4 separate regions of the Mus musculus genome follow, and regions 2, 3 and 4 are each linked to region 1. The links are chromatin contacts, called in public ChIA-PET and HiChIP or PLAC-seq maps. All regions are on one chromosome and are shown on one strand. The core of a region is the stretch at or near the end of the contact, and the rest is flanking DNA. Distances in the headings are between cores, read along the strand shown.

Region 1 (2,592 bases), core at 57-2,556:
TGTCAGAGCCAAGCCCAAATCCAACTTGGGAAGAGAACAAGTGAAAGGCAGGCCCCTGTAATTACTTTCTGTGGTGAGGCCAGCCCACAGTGGTACTAACCCTAGATGGCAGCAGCTAGCAACCACCCATGCTTCTTAGCTAGCAGGGAGCTCTTTCTCCTCAGCAGCTGGCACAGCCATGTTGGCCATAGCTTCCCTGCACAGGAAGGTGTGACTGACCCATTTTGTGGCTCAGCCTGTGCAAGGGATTGGGGGGAGGAGGGAGGGATGTGTGGCATCAAAAGATCAAATAGGGGATTTTTCAGGGCATCCCCTATTACGGTTTATCTCAAATTCAAATATAACTGGGTGGTGTGTATCTTACTTGCTAAGATCTGGCAGTCCTACACTGGCACAGCACACTATGTCTCAGAGTATCCCTTATGCCCTGACAGTTGAAATCCATCCCTGAGTGCTGTGCAGGACAAGTGTGTTCCCCAGAGGAGACGCTCACTGCTACTTTGCATAGGCTTTGCTTCAGCTTACCTGAGCACCCTAGCTCTCCTTCCTTAGCAGCAGTTCTCAGGCCTCGGTAACTGCATTCTTGTTTGAGGAATGGTGTTTATTTTTGGCCAAATTAGAGGCCTGAGCCAACTGATGCCTTTGGGAGCCTGACCTTGAAAATCCAGGCTCAGCTGAACCCAACCAGGCCTTAATGGCTGCCAGTGAAGACAGCTGCTCCAAGGAGCCGCTGAACCCAGCTGAACTCAACTTCATTTGCCACAGCAGCATTTTTAGGAGCTGAGAGTGAGCCGATTTAACCCAACTCTTTGGGCACTGGTTGTCTGCCTTGGTCTCAATCTGAGCCATATTGCTCTTGGAATGTGTGCTTCCCAGCCCTCCCTGGAGCCAGGGCCAACAAAGCCACAGTGCTCAGGGGCAAGGTGGCCTACCTGTTGCACACCTGCAGGAGGAAATCATTAACCAGGCTCTCGTGCTGGCTGCAGATGCTCCTCTGGAGGGCGCTCTTGAGCCAGTCCTCGATGCTGCACACCTGCACACGGCTGGAATGCCAACAGATGGACAGGCTGCGCAGCGCAGGGCTCAGCCGGAAGTTGTCTTTCTTGAGCTCTGCGAGAGAATGGAAGTGCAGCAGGGGCCAGAGGGTGGGGTCCTCAAACACATCTCGGAGCTGGGAGCAAGTCCTGGAGAGGCTCCTCCGGCTGTCCTTGTCCAGGAAGGAGAAGAGACACAGCAGACACTCCCGATTGAGCTGGGTTATGTGCATGGTGAGTGGTGGCCGCACGTGAATGCCCAGAAAGGGTCTGACCTGCCTCCTGCTTCCTCCCCAGATCAGGACTGGTGGACATATATGGTTGAGGAATGGTGTTTATTTTTGGCCAACAACTGGTGCTGAAGCTCGGGGTGGGGAGGGCGGGTGTCAGGATCCAGACTTACTCGAAGCCATCTGTGGTTCGGCTTATGTTCAGAGGGCCTGAAAGTCCTGGCAGAAGAGCAGCCCATTGAAGTTACAAGTTTTCCTTAAAAGGGATTTCTTTTCCTCTGAGCTGATAAGTGTTGAGCACAGGGCTCTTGGCTTTTACTAAGGTGTTTTCATTGGAGGTAATTAGCGACAACAGCCCTTCCTGGGCTTGCAGCCTTTCTCCTAGCAGGACAGTGAGTATTAGCTGTTAGGTATCAGAGTGTGTCGGTGCGGCTCCTCTGCTCACCCTTGCTAGGAAGAGGTCATTTTTACCATGCCCCAAACTGTGAGTGGAATCTGAGGATCATGCTTGGTACTTTAGCTCAGGACACTAATGGCTACCTTGCAAAGATGAGCTATCTTTAAACCCCAATGGCAAGGCCCAAATGGCTCCATTTTTACCCTAAACTGTCATAAGATTCATCTGAAATGTTATTTTAAAAGCTAGCACGTGTGTGTGAGACAGACAGACTGGTGCATGTGTTCTTTTTCGTGGGTGATTTGCAGAGTTTCATTATCTGTCCTAGATAGCATTCCCCAATATGTGAGGGTGGGCAGTTTCTATTTTTGAACACTTAATTGAAGTGTAAATAACTGGAAGTGAACTGCAAGTCTGATGGGTTTCAATGCTTGCACACAGCCCCCAGCTGCCCTGCTTTTTAGGAAGCTGTGCTGCAGATCTGGAAGTATGAAGCTGCTCTAAGTGCATACAACTTGGTGGAAACCTAAGACTACTACAGCTTCCCCTGAAAGAACTCCACAGAACCCCTTAATGACTACTCCCCTTTCCTCCTGCCCATGTAGGCTACAAGACTGGCCCCTGATGGCTGTTGCTCTGCCATTTCTTCTTCCTTCCTCTCCTCCTCCTCTTTTTTTTTTTTTTTTTTTTTTTTGGCTTTTTGAGACAGGGTTTCTCTGTATATCCCTGGCTGTCCTGGAACTCACTTTGTAGACCAGGCTGGCCTCGAACTCAGAAATCCGCCTGCCTCTGCCTCCTGAGTGCTGGAACTAAAGGCGAGCGCCACCACTGCCCGGCTTGCTCTGCCTGGAAACAATCCACAGAAGAGCCCAGCTGGTGAGGCGGGACTAGGATGTGATTCGTCTGCAGCCAGAATGAATGGTAACGTGCA
Region 2 (2,592 bases), core at 43-2,542, 230 kb after region 1:
TACTACAGATTGGGTATATCAGAGTCTCTTGTATAGTAGTGCTTCTTAAATAGCAATTATTGCAATTCTCCAATTGGAAAAGTTCTTCACTGAAGGTTCTAGTATCAGACAGGAGCCCGATATACTGATTAGTAAAGAAACATCCATCATTGGCTTAGAGTTGGTGCTTTGCAGGGAGACCCATGAAGGTGTTGGTGCCACTACAGTTACACTAGGGAAAGAGGGCAGGTGCCACATCTGCAAGCATCATTGCTCAGGTCTGCTCCGTGGTCCTGCAGCCACCTGTGCCTGTGCAGTGGCTGCCTGCAGGCCTGCTTTCTAGCAGGGTTCATCTGGCCAGGGCCCTGAAGGTTGTTTCTCCGTTCCTCACAGTGAGACTGAATCTGAACTCAGACATGTACATCCAGGGTCTCCAGCCTCACCACTACAGAGCAGAGCAGCTGCACTTGCACTGGGGGAACCGCAATGACCCCCATGGCTCTGAACACACCGTGAGTGGGAAGCACTTTGCTGCCGAGGTGAGTGAATGGCCAGTATGGTAGAGAGGACCTGGCACTGGGTCCCCCTTCCACAGCCACTGGGATAGAGTAGCCTTCATAGTCTTTGTCTCCACTCTTCTGTCTACAGAACAGGACGGTCTCACTCCCCTGCCCTTATCCAGGTCCTTGTCCGCTCCTCTGCTGGACCACGCTGAGTTTGCCTGTTTCTTTTACTGTATGATGCTGTTGGGAAGGCTGGCCTTGCAGATGACATGGTGGGGTGCATCTAGACATCCCCTTCCCTTGTGCAGATGAAGACCTCACAGCTTGCCTGGCTGCTGCAGCTCATTGCTTAATCGTATCTGCTTCTCTTTGCTTCTCAGTCTTCACACATCACGCTTGCTTACAAATGCCTTTCCCACATCACTGGACTTAGGAACACAAGGACACGGACCCAGACCCACTCTTGCAGTTTCCCATAGATTAAGAGGTGGAGGGCATTGTGATGATTAGAGATTCTCTGAAAATGGTTTGGGATGTGGGTGCAGCACTGTGTCATGCCGCCTTGAGATTCTAACCTAAAATGCTGAAAGAGAATGAGAAGAGAGGCAGAATGTTCTTGCTGTACCACAGGCAGGTGATGGGGTGGGATGGTGAGGGGTCCTGAGTTCTTCCACCCCGAGGTGTGAGTTGGGGATGTGGCTCTGAGCGCATACAGGGAAATAAATAGGAGGAGATGAACGCTGCTGCTCAGCCGGCAGATCCCGTGGTAAGTAATGATACAACTATTCTCTCCTCCGTTCCCAACTGCTGAACTGCTTAACGTCTCAAGCTAATTATAGGTCTCTTACGAGTGTGGAGGGGCTGTGATTCTGCCCCGGTGGAATGGTGTGACTGGAGGCGCACACATTTCGGAGTAGACCCTTCCTTCCTTGGAGCTCAAGAACTGCAATTTCTTGCAAGTTAATTGCAATGTTGAGGCTTCTGCTTCTCCCTAGGAGAACAAAGTGGCAGCTACGATGTCGGCTTGGAGAGTTTGTGCATTTAAAAATATTTCCAGGGTGCCGGAGAGACGGCTCAGCAATTAAGAGAGCGTACTGCTCTTACAGACAACCCGAGCTTGATTCCCAGAATCCATGTGGGGAGCTCATAGCTGCCTGTAGCTCTAACTCCAGGGGGTCTGATGCCTTCTTCTGGCCTCCCCAGACACCACAGTCGCATGCATGCTCTCTCTGTCTCTGTCTCTGTCTCTGTCTCTGTCTCTGTCTCTCTCTCTCTCTCACACACACACACCCACGCCCACGTTTGAGACATAATCTTACTATGTAGCCCCCATTGGCCTATATATATTACTAATTGTTACATTCTCTGCTCTTAAGCTAATCATCAGACCAAGGCTGATGGTCATGGTTGCTAATACTCAAGACAAAGCATCAGGGTGGTCCTAACTGTCAGATTCTGTGTATGGAATCTCTTTGAAGTAGTGGTTAAGGGCTGGGGATTACAGAAGAGTCTTTCTGAAGCCCCTTACCAGGGAACTCCCAGTCCTGGATTAATTTTTACCTATTTTTTATTTTGTCCGAATACATTAAAAGCAGACGCAGACCATAGGGTCAAACGTCAAGCAATAAGGATCTTGGTTAATTTAGACAAATAGACATCTACTCTGTTCTCCAAACCATTCCAAGATGGTGTGAGTTGTGTGGTAGGCCATCCTTTATATGGAAAGCTAGTGAAGCCAGAGCCCCTGAGGAAGCCTTATCACAAGGTCACTTAGAAGAAATAACATGAAAGCCAGGCATGGTACTGTATTCTGTAATCCTAGCTCTCAAGAGGCCGAGGCAGGACAGTTTCAAACCCATGGCCAGCTTAAGCTAGATGGTAAGATTCTGCCCACCACCCTCAAAACGACCCTGGTTCACTTCCCAGCCCTCACCTGGCAGTTCACAACCATCTGTAGCTCCAACCAGCATCCTCTTCTGATTTCCACTGTAACCAGGCGCGCACATGGTACACAGGAAGATAGGCTTGTTGGCAAAACATCCATACACATAAAATAAAGTGAAATGGAAAACAGCAAAGGCCACATAATAACATTGAAAATAGACCTAAT
Region 3 (2,592 bases), core at 36-2,535, 230 kb before region 1:
CAGCATCTGTCTGCCTCTGCTTCCACACAGCAGACACAGTGTGGCCAGCCACTTCACACTCCTGCTTGTATGCCTTTGCCACGATGCACTGTATCCCAACTGTAAGTCAAAATAGACCTTCTTCTATTTCTTCTCCTTCCTTTTTCTTTTTTTTCTTTTGAGACAGGGTCTCACTAGGTAGCCCTGGCAGGCAGGTCTGGAATTAATTCACAATATAGACCAAGCTGCTCCCAGACTCACAGAGGTGTGAGCCACCATGCCTCCTAGCTTTAAGTTGCTTCTGACCAGGTGTTAGGTCTCAGCAATGAGAAAAGTAATTTGCATATGTCTTTACAGGAAGTGAGCACAGACATTCTGAAACCACAGCAAAGCCTTTCTTGGTCTGCATGCACATCCCTAGATCGAGGGGGGTGGGGGGACCAGGATAAATTGTGATTGTCTATACCTAAGGCTTAGTGCCTTAGAGCCTAGGGCACAATTGGTTTTCCCCCAAACTGCTAGGAGGCAGCTGAGGTCTCTACTGAGAGAAGGGCACTGATGGAGGGGTGTAGTGCCTCTCTCCATGCCCACTGCTGGGTGATGGTAGGCAATGTCTCTTACCCCCTCCTCACTGGACACTGGCCCAGGAGGTGGGCTTTCCTGCTCCTCCAAAGCCTGTAGGTACTTACCTCTTTTCCCTAGAAAGTGTCTCCCAGCAGGATGTGCTGGCATGTGTCTTTAATGTCAGTACTTAGGAGGCAGAGGCAGGTGGATCTCTGTGAGTTCAAGATCAGCCTGGTCTAGATAGTATGTTCTGGCAAGGGCTACATAGACCGGTTTCAAGGGGGAAAAAAAAAAGAAAAAAGAAAATATGAAAATGTCTTCTAGCCTAGGTCCACGGTACTGATCTGAAAACCCTGGCCTGAGAGTCAGGTTAGGTCTCAGAGTTTGAATGACATTTCTGACATCTTCTTAGCTGGGTGATTATTTATTTATTTATTTACCAAGGTATTGGGCCTCAGCTTTCCCATTTGTAAAACGGGGGCATGCCAATATCTTCCCCGCAGGGCTCCTATGACTATTCGGTTGGATTAGCTAAAGCATGGCGGCACTTAGTGTACTGCACTCAGAAAGTGGCTTCTGTCCTAACAACTGTGCTTTATGGACTAGCGTAAAACATAAATTCATCAGTGAGTAGGCTGGATGGAGCAAATGGAAGAAGGAGATGGAGTTCCCATGGTGTTGTTTGCTGCCTCTGCCAACCACTCTGGTGACATGTGATATGTGATGAGCAAGGCCCTTGACGTGACATGCCTCTTGTTTCTCGTCCTTTGGTTTTCCCCAGTGCATGCTGGGGGCCGGCCCACATCCTGAACATTCTGTGAAGCTCGGTTGGTTAAGAAACCTCACTGCCCAGCTGCAAAGCACCTTCGCTTTCCGCCTGTCTGGCCCCTTCAGCTGCCTACGGCCAAATGCAAAGGAGCCTTGCTAGAGAGCAGCAGCAGCTGCTGCCTTCTTGCCGGTCTGCCTGTGCCTCTCCACTCCCCCCGCCCCCACCCTGTGGTTTGCATTCTAGAAGCATCTGCCTCACACCAGGTCTTTATTGCCTTCTGTTCTCACAGCCATCTTGAGAAAGCTTAGGAAACTAAGGCTTCCAGGGGGGTTGGCATTTGTTTTGTTTGCATTCAGAGACAAGGGCTCACTATGTAGCCCAGGCTGGCCTTGAACTTGCAACCCTCCTGCCTCAGCCTCCCCTGAGCTGGGAACCCAGGTGTATACCATGCCCAAATATTTCTGTCTTTTTGCTTTCTAGATGTCATATATGAGCAGCTTCTGTCATGATGTCTCACCACAGACCCCCAAGGCAGCAGAGGCAAGCAGCCATGGACCTAAACCTCCCAGACTGTGAGCCCAAATAATCCTTTCTTCTTTTTCTGTTGATTATCATAGGCCTTCTGTCACAGCAGTGGAAAGTTGGTAGTCTGAGGTCTTTCGTAGGCCCCAGCACTGCATAAACCATACACGCTGGTGCATGCCTGCAATCCTAGCACTCTGGAGCCAGAAACAAGAGGACCAGGAATTCAAGGTTATCTTTTGCTGCATAGTGAGTTGTGAATTTAGGCTAGCCTGAGCTATATTACTGTTTTAAAACAAAAGCAAACAGGTGACTGGAGAGATGGCTCAGCAGTTAAGAGCACTGACTACTCTTCCAAAGGTCCTGAGTTCAATTTCCAGCAACCACATGGTGGCTTATAGCCATCTGTAATGGGATTTGGTGCCTTCTTTTGGTGTCTGAAGACAGCCACAGTGTACCCATAGAAATAAAATAAATACACCTTAAAAAAAAAAACCCACTGTTCTCATTTTTAAAAAGTGAAAAAAAAAAAACAACAGAAATCAAACTAACACATCTGCATCTCCCCCCACCTCAACCCCCCAATGTGTATTGCTGTTTTGTCTGCACATAAGTGTGCACCATGTGCATGCAGTTTCCACAGAAGCCAGAAGAGGGCATCAGACCACCTGGACTTACAGACAGTAGTGAGAGCTACAAGGATTGAACCCTTGTCCTCTGGAAAAACAGTCAGCTCTGTTAACCACTGAGCCATCTTT
Region 4 (2,592 bases), core at 37-2,536, 130 kb before region 1:
CCTTTGGATGAAGACATAGAACTCTCAGCTCTGCCTGCACCATGACAGCCTGGATGCTGCCATGTCCCACCTTGATAATAATGGACTGAACCTCTGAACCTGTAAGCTAGCCCCAAATAAATGTTGTTTTTTATAAGACTTGTCTTGGTCATAGTGTCTGGTCACAGCAGTAAAACTCTAAGACACCCCCCTCACCCCCATTTCTTCCTGTCTTCCCTCCTCCTCTTCTCTATGTTCTCTCCTTTCCTTCTTCTCCCACTCTTCTCACCTTGTGTTTCTTTTCTTTTTTCTTTTTCTTTCATGGTCTATCACTCAGGCTGACTTTAACCTCATGCTCTGTGCCTTGAGTCTTGGAATTAGTCAGGCATCATTATGACCAAGTATTCAAGTTCATCAGAACTCTGTTATTAACTTTTCTGTGAAATTAGTTTTTCTGAAACTTCAGAATGGATTGGGTTTCAAGGTAGCATGTTGTGTGATTCTTTTTTCTTTCTTTCGATTTCTTTTCTACTATTCTTGTATGATATTTGAAAAAATCATTTCCCCAGGCTTTTCTTCTCACTTTTATCTTCTCCTTCTCCATCTCTTCTCTCCACTGTTCCTATCCCTGTACTTTTGAATCTACTCTAGTAGTTTGTCCTTTGCATTGGGCTCCTTCCTGGGAGGGAATCCTGACTGGTTCGTTTTTTTTTTTTTTTTTAATTACAGGAGCTAGATAACCCATGACATTTAAAATGTATTTATTGTCCTGGAGCCCTTGGCCTTGTTTGTTGTGGGAAAGGGCAGAACTTCTCCAAGGTGTGACTAGTTTTCTTAGATTGACCTATTCTTTTAATGAGTACCCAACTGGCTGTTGTAGGATTCTATTGTTCAGCTGTCTGCCAGGCCTTCATTGCTTTCTGCTGTACTGGAATCGAACATAAATAAACAAAATCTCAAAAAAAATATCTAAAGAAATAAAACAAATGTCCTCATAATTGGAGAAGGAAAACCATTTCAATAAATGGCAGTGATTCTGTAATGGTAATGCTGTGTGTATTTGGTGGTGCACTGCGATCACCTACTTTGTGGTTCTTGGAGCTACATGTACGTAGTTTGTTATGAATGTTAAATGGAGCTCGAGTCTCAGAGTTGGAGAGTTGAGAACCGTGGTGCTCTGGTTCTGCCATCTGAGTTTTACAGAATCCTGCTTAGCAACCACCTTCCAGCTTTACGTTTACTGTAAAACTGTGCTTTTAAATCTCATTAGTATTGTTTTCTTTTTCCTCTTTTTTCTTTTTTTTTTCTTTTTTGAGAAAAGAGGAAGGACCTTGTTACAATACTAGGTCTATGAATGATAAATTTCACTGTCTTGCTACACCACCATCCTCCTTTCGTCATCAGTGAAGTTCCAGATTCATTGACAGGTAGTTCTGTGTCCTGATGTTCACTAGGAAAACCTTGTCAGACATACTTACTCTATTACTTTGCATTATAGTTAAAGGTTCTGAGTAAAATTCTTCTGTCTCTTCCTGTTTAATATGCTGACAAAACATTACCTCTTTAAGATTTTTCTGTTTTACTTATGTTAAAAAAAAACCTTTAAACCACAAATTGACAATAATTACAGTCATAGTTTTTTTTTCTTCTTAAATATTTATTTATTTATTCATTTATTGAATGTATGAGTACACCTTTGCTCTCTTCAGACACACCAGAAGAGGGCATTGGATCTCATTATAGATGGTTGTGAGCCAGCATGTGTTTGCTGGGAATTGAACACAGAACCTCTGGGAGAGCAGCCAGTGCTCTTAACCGCTGACCATCTCTCCAGCCCCCAGTCATAGTTTTAATATGTTGATTGTATTGAGGTTTTGTGTGTTAATAAAAAGCAGTTGTGTAAAACTTAGTTGATATCAGAAAATATGGAAAGTCAATAACAAGGATTAATTTTAGCTCTACTTGATAGAATATGTGAAGTTAAAATGGCATTCCTCTTTCCTGTAACATCAACTTGTAAAATACTTTGAACCTTAATATTAAGTGTTAGTGTGTTTGCAGTGAGACTAATACTCTGATATAGATCCCTTCCTTAGTTCAAGGAGTCAGAGTGTCACCTTGGTTCCTATGCTTTGGGATAAAATATAGTAACATATTATATAATTTTGAGACAAGACCTCAATGTGTAGCCCTGGCTGTCCTGGAACTCACCTACTTCTGACTCCCAAGTGCTGGGATTAAAGAGATACACCACCATGCCTGGTCAGTAAATGAGCTATATAACAAAGATAAGTGATTTAAATATTTATTAGAAAAAAGTAGTTAATTGTGATTTAACATTACATGGAATATTGTCTATGTAAGCATCAAGAGTAGGCATAAAATTTTGCGTTATTGTTTTGACATTTGTCAGTTCTTAATTACTATTAAAGAATGTGCATATGAAAAGAGGTAACATTTATTATGTAAAGGTAACAAGATTATTAGTGATGTTTTCTTCCTACTTTGTCTTTATGAACTTTGTATGTGAAAACATTTTATTTAATAAAGTGGCTTGATTATGTATGTCCTTCCCACCTTAGCTATTTACTCTGTGCTAATTAATATTTTAGC

The links. ChIA-PET counts read pairs in DNA pulled down with a chosen protein or histone mark. HiChIP or PLAC-seq counts read pairs in DNA pulled down with a chosen protein or histone mark.
Region 2: a contact with region 1 is called in an H3K27ac HiChIP or PLAC-seq map of SST interneurons, with 3 times the contacts expected there. The contact joins the enhancer-like site here to the promoter of Fbxl22 in region 1. A contact is called at or near these places in 9 of 39 promoter capture datasets (the 3T3-L1 cell line, the C10 cell line, the HPC-7 cell line and 6 more), 1 of 15 datasets of contacts at CTCF or cohesin (large pre-B cells), 6 of 115 datasets of contacts at active chromatin or transcription factors (the 230-238 cell line, SST interneurons, bone marrow-derived macrophages and 3 more) and 3 of 9 other capture datasets (adipose tissue, embryonic stem cells and liver).
Region 3: an RNA polymerase II ChIA-PET map of memory CD8 T cells shows a contact between it and region 1, with 400 read pairs. The contact joins the enhancer-like site here to the promoter of Fbxl22 in region 1. A contact is called at or near these places in 16 of 39 promoter capture datasets (3T3-L1-derived adipocytes, the C10 cell line, the HPC-7 cell line and 11 more), 1 of 15 datasets of contacts at CTCF or cohesin (pro-B cells), 13 of 484 Hi-C or Micro-C datasets (B cells, CD8 T cells, the G1E-ER4 cell line and 5 more), 12 of 115 datasets of contacts at active chromatin or transcription factors (the 230-238 cell line, CD8 T cells, the SCID.adh cell line and 7 more) and 1 of 9 other capture datasets (adipose tissue).
Region 4: an H3K4me3 HiChIP or PLAC-seq map of bone marrow-derived macrophages shows a contact between it and region 1, with 2.2 times the contacts expected there. The contact joins the enhancer-like site here to the promoter of Fbxl22 in region 1. A contact is called at or near these places in 8 of 39 promoter capture datasets (embryonic stem cells, fetal liver, frontonasal cranial neural crest and 5 more), 1 of 484 Hi-C or Micro-C datasets (nephron progenitors), 2 of 115 datasets of contacts at active chromatin or transcription factors (bone marrow-derived macrophages and embryonic stem cells) and 1 of 9 other capture datasets (adipose tissue).

The regions. Positions count from the first base shown.
Region 1 is chr9:66,513,287-66,515,878 of GRCm38.p6, forward strand. Fbxl22 (F-box and leucine-rich repeat protein 22) reads right to left here and starts at 1,307. Exons shown (of 2, transcript NM_175206.4): 1 at 933-1,307. The coding sequence starts at 1,267. It overlaps Usp3 (ubiquitin specific peptidase 3), which reads right to left. Exons shown (of 15, transcript NM_144937.4): 15 at 1,353-2,592.
Region 2 is chr9:66,747,204-66,749,795 of GRCm38.p6, forward strand. Car12 (carbonic anhydrase 12) reads left to right here. Exons shown (of 11, transcript NM_178396.5): 4 at 373-518. Among named protein-coding and RNA genes, the nearest start is that of Car12, 35 kb to the left of the region's middle. Within about 2 kb of position 1,293, at least 13 of the 459 cell types and tissues checked have an H3K27ac peak or open chromatin away from gene starts, as enhancers often do. A contact at or near this core is called in SST interneurons and forebrain, where this site is marked.
Region 3 is chr9:66,280,301-66,282,892 of GRCm38.p6, forward strand. No RefSeq gene overlaps it. Among named protein-coding and RNA genes, the nearest start is that of Gm39364, 19 kb to the right of the region's middle. Within about 2 kb of position 1,286, at least 72 of the 459 cell types and tissues checked have an H3K27ac peak or open chromatin away from gene starts, as enhancers often do. A contact at or near this core is called in the 230-238 cell line, B cells, CD8 T cells and 7 more, where this site is marked.
Region 4 is chr9:66,382,270-66,384,861 of GRCm38.p6, forward strand. The region is part of intron 3 of Herc1 (HECT and RLD domain containing E3 ubiquitin protein ligase family member 1); the gene reads left to right. Among named protein-coding and RNA genes, the nearest start is that of Gm30447, 30 kb to the left of the region's middle. Within about 2 kb of position 1,287, at least 1 of the 459 cell types and tissues checked has an H3K27ac peak or open chromatin away from gene starts, as enhancers often do. A contact at or near this core is called in bone marrow-derived macrophages, where this site is marked.